Linked DNA regions of Bos taurus: region 1 is linked to region 2. Evidence: chromatin contacts called from public Hi-C data. All regions are on one chromosome and are shown on one strand. The core of a region is the stretch at or near the end of the contact, and the rest is flanking DNA. Distances in the headings are between cores, read along the strand shown. Region 1 overlaps SLC44A3 (solute carrier family 44 member 3). Region 2 holds the start of CNN3 (calponin 3).

What was found. A called contact is a pair of places that touch in the nucleus more often than the background predicts.
Region 1: a contact with region 2 is called in a Hi-C map of skeletal muscle, with 3 times the contacts expected there. The contact joins the enhancer-like site here to the promoter of CNN3 in region 2. A contact is called at or near these places in 3 of 11 Hi-C or Micro-C datasets (blastocyst, liver and skeletal muscle).

What each region holds. Positions count from the first base shown.
Region 1 is chr3:48,630,137-48,632,836 of ARS-UCD2.0, forward strand. SLC44A3 (solute carrier family 44 member 3) reads right to left here. Exons shown (of 15, transcript NM_001098900.2): 11 at 597-753. Among named protein-coding and RNA genes, the nearest start is that of SLC44A3, 56 kb to the right of the region's middle. Within about 2 kb of position 1,270, at least 27 of the 102 cell types and tissues checked have an H3K27ac peak or open chromatin away from gene starts, as enhancers often do. A contact at or near this core is called in liver and skeletal muscle, where this site is marked.
Region 2 is chr3:48,567,625-48,570,324 of ARS-UCD2.0, forward strand. It overlaps CNN3 (calponin 3), which reads left to right and starts at 1,341. Exons shown (of 7, transcript NM_001038179.1): 1 at 1,341-1,629. The coding sequence starts at 1,573.

The DNA of each region.
Region 1 (2,700 bases), core at 20-2,519, 62 kb after region 2:
GGTTTCCACTGGCATTCATAACCAAATGTGCATGGAAATAAAAACCAGGGAGAAGAAAAACCCCGAGGCACAAAAGCCCCACAGTTTTCTGTCTTTTGAGCTGAGATTTAGGTCAGTTTGCCCGTTTCTCACTATTAAGCATGAATGCACACACAGGCACATGCAACTAACTTCCCCTGACACCATCCAGGAGACACAGAAGCTGGGGAAATCTCCTCATCTTACGGTATATTTTTCTTTCTTTAAAAAAGCATGATAAATATCCATAAAACCTTGCTTAAATTTCATCTTAAGAATTTCTCCCATTTGTTCAGCATTTAAATAGGAAGAAAACCCAGCAAGCTAAGAACTATGTCCTCCCTACACCACCTGTGCCACCATGTTGGAGAAAATCCAACAAACTTAAACAAAACAGGGAGCTGGACAGGAAGGTTGCTGGGGGTGGGGTGCGGATGGGACCTGAAGCCCATTGGAGCTTTCTGAATGGCCCCTGGCACAGGTCACATTCCTGTCCTGGGACCCAGTGCAATTCTCCAGTGATTCACTTTTCTGTGACCCAAACACAGAGCACACTCTGTTTTAACGTGTTGCCTTACCTTCTCTTTCAGAGTGTTATACACGTACATGAGAACGGCTCTTGGAATCCTCACCACAGTGATTAAAAATGACCCTTTGACAACTGTTCCCTGATGGTAGCAGAAAAGAATGGAGAGAGATGAAAGGATCGGGCGATCAGGAGGGTCACTTTTATTTCTGGGAACAGGAGGAAAAAAGACAGCATTTTAAAAAACACTATTTAGAAAGAAACAAAAAAACTTCTCTCTGGTTCAAATCATCTATGGTACTAACAATTTAGAAAGCAGTGACGCCATCTGCATTTGGCAAAATTTTTATACTCCTTGCTAGCTAAGGCTAAATTTTTTCTTGGACTAAGTTAAGAAATATTTCTGGTGGTATTCAATGTTACAAACAAAGAAGAGAAAATTTTAAAACATACTGATGAGGTGAACAAGTTTTCCTCTTTACAACACCTAACCACTTCCACCAATACATTAAATTGGGTATTGATCCCATTTTCAGTTTCAGAAGTTTAATTATATAATAATCCCCTAGGTTTAAATTACACACTTTCATCTGTAAATATTGCCAGTACTAGCTTGGTCATGAAAATCACTACCACATCACATGACCAGGATTGGCAGCCAGAGAGTATCCGGCTCACAGCAGAGGGAGGAAGAGTTCTGGCTTCTCCAGCTCCTGAAACCCAGCTGATTTCTCCTCCATTCTGTAAAGGTCACCTCACTGTGAATCATTTACGGGACTTGTCATGACACAGCTCTCAAGAATGCAAAAGTCAGTTTCACAGGCAGGGAAAAAAAGTGAAAAAGAACAGAATGGGCACATCTTTCTCCCCCCTCCCCCACACCTGAAAGATAAAACAAAGGCCTGAGGGCTGATGTCACCCCTCCCCTGGCCCACTGAGGCCAGTTCTAGAAAGTGAGGCCCTTTCCGAGAAGCTCCAAGGGAGGCTTGCTTTCTTCATAATGGATTATTCTACAGCTCGCTCTGGTTGGTAATAAGTCACTATGAATTAAGGTTTTGACCAGAGCCTAGGTTTTCAGGGAGGAAAAGGAATGCAGCCAGAAATGTTTCAAGAGCTGGCAACGGCCACATTTTGCTGTTATTTAAATCATCCAGGAAGGAAGAGAGAACATGAAAGTAATATTGGGAGCAGAGTAGCTGCAATCCAGTCGTCCCACAAAAAGGGCGATGTGTGTTTCAACTCAATATTGTTGAAAATAGGAAATGCCAGGGAAGCTATTGCTGATATGAATTCACTTAGATCTGATAAACTAGAAAAGTAGCACAGCCAGGAAAATCTGACACATTTTTTTTCCCTTTCCTCAGTCCTTTTTTTTTTTTTTTAAGAGGAAGACTGTTTACTTTCCCATTGAGGAGATCCATGTGCCTTAGAATTGACTGGTTCTCAAGCAGGGATGCAGGCAGACGAGGGCAGTGCTTGCTCTCCATCTGATACGGAAACAAATGATTCACAGGCCTCAAGGGCTGGTCCTCCAGGTACTGAAGTTTGGGCTTAGGCATCCGTTTTCTGAGGTTTCGCAGGGATGGAATTGACCACTTAAGGCAGGGTGGTGTCTGCACTGTCTGGATGGCGCTCATCCGTGTCACATCCCAGTGATGGCTCCAGACGCTTTTGGGCTTGGCTGGAAGAAGACGTAGATGTTCCAGAAGCTGACTTACCACTTGGGAGAGAAAATCTGAAAAGAGGGCCAGCTCACAAACCAGGCCAGCCTGTGGAGCCAGAACTCACTCAACAGCCCACCCTAAGAACTAAATACCACCTTACAGGAAAGGGTCAATCACTGGGGGCTCTCGGAGACACCATCTTCCTGCCCTAGACTCTTTTCCACATTCAAAGGTTATATTACCCTGTCACCCCTTCTCTGCTGTGCATGTCCCTGGGGCCTTCATCTCTTCACAAGCAGCAAAACCTGCCTTCAGGAAGAGGCTTTGGTTACACCTAGTGAAGCTTAAACTAATACTTCACCACATTTTGAGAACTGGAGTTTGGGACCACAGTGCCGCGAGGGACATTACTGAGCAGCTCAGTGATGGGCGTATGAGGATGCCACAGTCTCCTGGTGGGCTTCCGCTTCTGTCTACAGGGAGTACTGCATG
Region 2 (2,700 bases), core at 91-2,590:
CTGTTCATTTCTGTTCCAAGCGGGCTCAACTACGGGAAAAAGTTTGACTCCTCCTCTCAAGCAGTTTGCCACACCTGGTTCCATGATCTGTTCTGGCACGGTAACTGGTGTTTGCTAAACAGAACTCTTACACTAGACTCTCAGGGATAGAAACATATCCTAAGCGTGCACGAGAAAGTTCCGGCAAGAGGCAAAGCTTAAGAGGCTGGCAGACCTGGGTCAGTACACTTCGGTCTCTGAGTTTTGGCTTTCTCACCCCTAAAATGGATGTAATGTCTACCTACGGGGTTGTTTGAGAGGAGAAAATGAGAACGTGTTTGGGAGGTGTCTAGAACGGTGCCAGGCACTGATGAATGAGGAGAGTTCTGTTCCCTTCCTCCTCTCTATGAAGTTATTTGAGATCTGAGGGAAAGAAAGTGATGCGTTGGAAGCGGGACCATGAAAGGATGGAGGCTCTTCTGGCCTAAAGGATACAAGTTTACTTAGCTCTACACAAAAGATCTGGCTCAAAGAAGCCTACGGATGAGAGAGAGAGAGAGAGAGAGAGAGAGAGAGAGAGAGAGAGAGAGAGAGAGAGAGAGAGAGAGAGAGAGACAACAGTCACCTGGGTTTTTGGATTAGCTGAACCCCGTATAAAAGATGCTTGTAAAAAGGAGTTGGTGCGAATCCAGAAAATTATTTAAAATGCCCAGGCTCTGCCATGGCACATTCCCCACTTTTTTCCGTACAGCACACCCAGAGTGAGCTCGAATTTGGCCCGAAGCCTTGACTGTTCCCAGGACGGCAGCAGTGGAGAGGTCAGACCAACAGGTGTGGGAAGCTGCAGGGTAAGGGAGGAAGAAGCAGGTGTCGGAGGAGGGGGCCCCCCTTTCTCGGGCACAGGGGCTCCAAGGCTGCCCCCCGCATCGAATGGAGGGGTCCTGCCCGCCACCTGCGCGCGTGGGGTCTGCAGCCAGGGAGGAGGCAGAAGGAGGCGGTGGATCAGCCACGGGTCAACCCTGGTGGGCTTCCCTCCCCTTTGCTGGCCGCAAGCGGATGCCTGGAAGTTGACGCGAACTCCGAGCCTCTGCGAAGCCCCCGGGAGCCAGGGCGACTCCCATTGCGGAGCAGGCCTCCGCCGGCGCTGCCGGCTCCGCCGGGCCTGGAGGAGGGGCCGCTTCGACCCTGCAAGGCGTGAGGGCGGGGACCGGGGCCAGAGATCCGCGCCGGGAGGGAGCGCTGCGCCCGCCGCCCTTCAATTGGCCGCGCCGCCCCCTCTCCAGAGACGCGGGAGGCGGCGGCCCTCCATTGGTCGGGCTAGTCGGCCAATCCCTGGAAGTCCGGGGGAGGCGGTGGGGGGCAGTTCGTGCGGGACTCCGGAGCCGAGCGGGAGCGTCTGGGGGACCTCGTCCGATCGAGTAGCCGAGGCACCGCCCGCGTCCCGCCGCCGCGTCCCGGCGACTCCTGCGCCGCCCAGGAGAGCGAGCTCCGAGCATCTTGTAGTGCGGCCACTCTTCGGGGCCAGGAGCGGGGAAACCGAGTGCAAGAAACCCCCGGACCCGAACTCAGCCTCTTCCCGCCGCGCGAATCATCATGACCCACTTCAACAAGGGCCCTTCCTATGGGCTCTCGGCCGAGGTCAAGAACAAGGTACGCCTGGGCTCGGATGGGGCGGGACCCTGGGGCCAGAGGTGGGATGCAGGGCGCCGCCCCGGGACCCTCAGACCCGGGTGGCTGGGGCCGCGCTTCTCCCCGCGCGCCTTTGCTGGCGGGCTTCGCGGATAGTAGATGTCGGGGCGGGGAAGGGGGTGCGCGACAGTTTCTGCGCGTCCCCGTCCTGTCCCCGGCTGCAAGCGCAGGCTCCCGGGCGCTCAGCTGGCTTTGTTCCAGCGCCGCGGGCCGAGGCTAGCGACGGGCGGTGGGTTCCCAGGCTCTTGGAATCCCTCAGCGCCGTCCCTTGGTTCCAGGAGCGGGTCCGCGGCTGCAGGACGCACCCCTCCGGCAAGGGGGCGCTCCTGCCTGGTCATTCGCCCTTAGGTGGGGCCCGTCGGCACGGCTGGGGACCCAGCGAGCAGCCTCCGCCATCCACCCCGGCCCGGGCCCCTGGCAGACCCTGGACCTTCACCCACTCTAGCCCCCGGGCGGAATTCAAAGCCGCGAATAAAGTTAGGCGGTTAGTGGGCAAACTGGGTCCCCATTGTTCCTCGCCTCTTGCGGGGTGGGAGACCGCTAAGCGGCCTGAGGCAAGGGCCCTAGGACCACCGGAAGGACGGGAGCCGGCCAGAACCCTTCCTGGTTTTCGAATCCCGGTGCCAGTTGCTGCTGCTTTTGCGGCAAGAGGAAACAAAGCCTGAGCGCGCCGCTTCGGGAATATCTGCTGTAGACTTGAGCTTTTTTTTTTTTTTTCCTTAAAAGAAAACAAAACCAAAACACTAAAGTTTGTAGTACGTTAGACTTTAACGGTATCAAGGAAATCTTCGTGCGTTGCTTTTGTTCAGGGTTTATTTGCCGAGGTGGACTGTAGTTTGGAGTGATTGGGCTTTGGTAACCCTCGGTTTTGCCACTTTGCCCAGCATAAGAATGCGTTGAGTTTATCTTTGGGACTTTCGGTCTGGGAAAGAGATGAGAGGCGTCCCCCTCCCCAAACCCTCTCCTTCCTTCCTCCCTCCCTGCATTCCAAGCCCATGACATCAGGGGTTTCTGGGGGGAGAGAACAGCCAA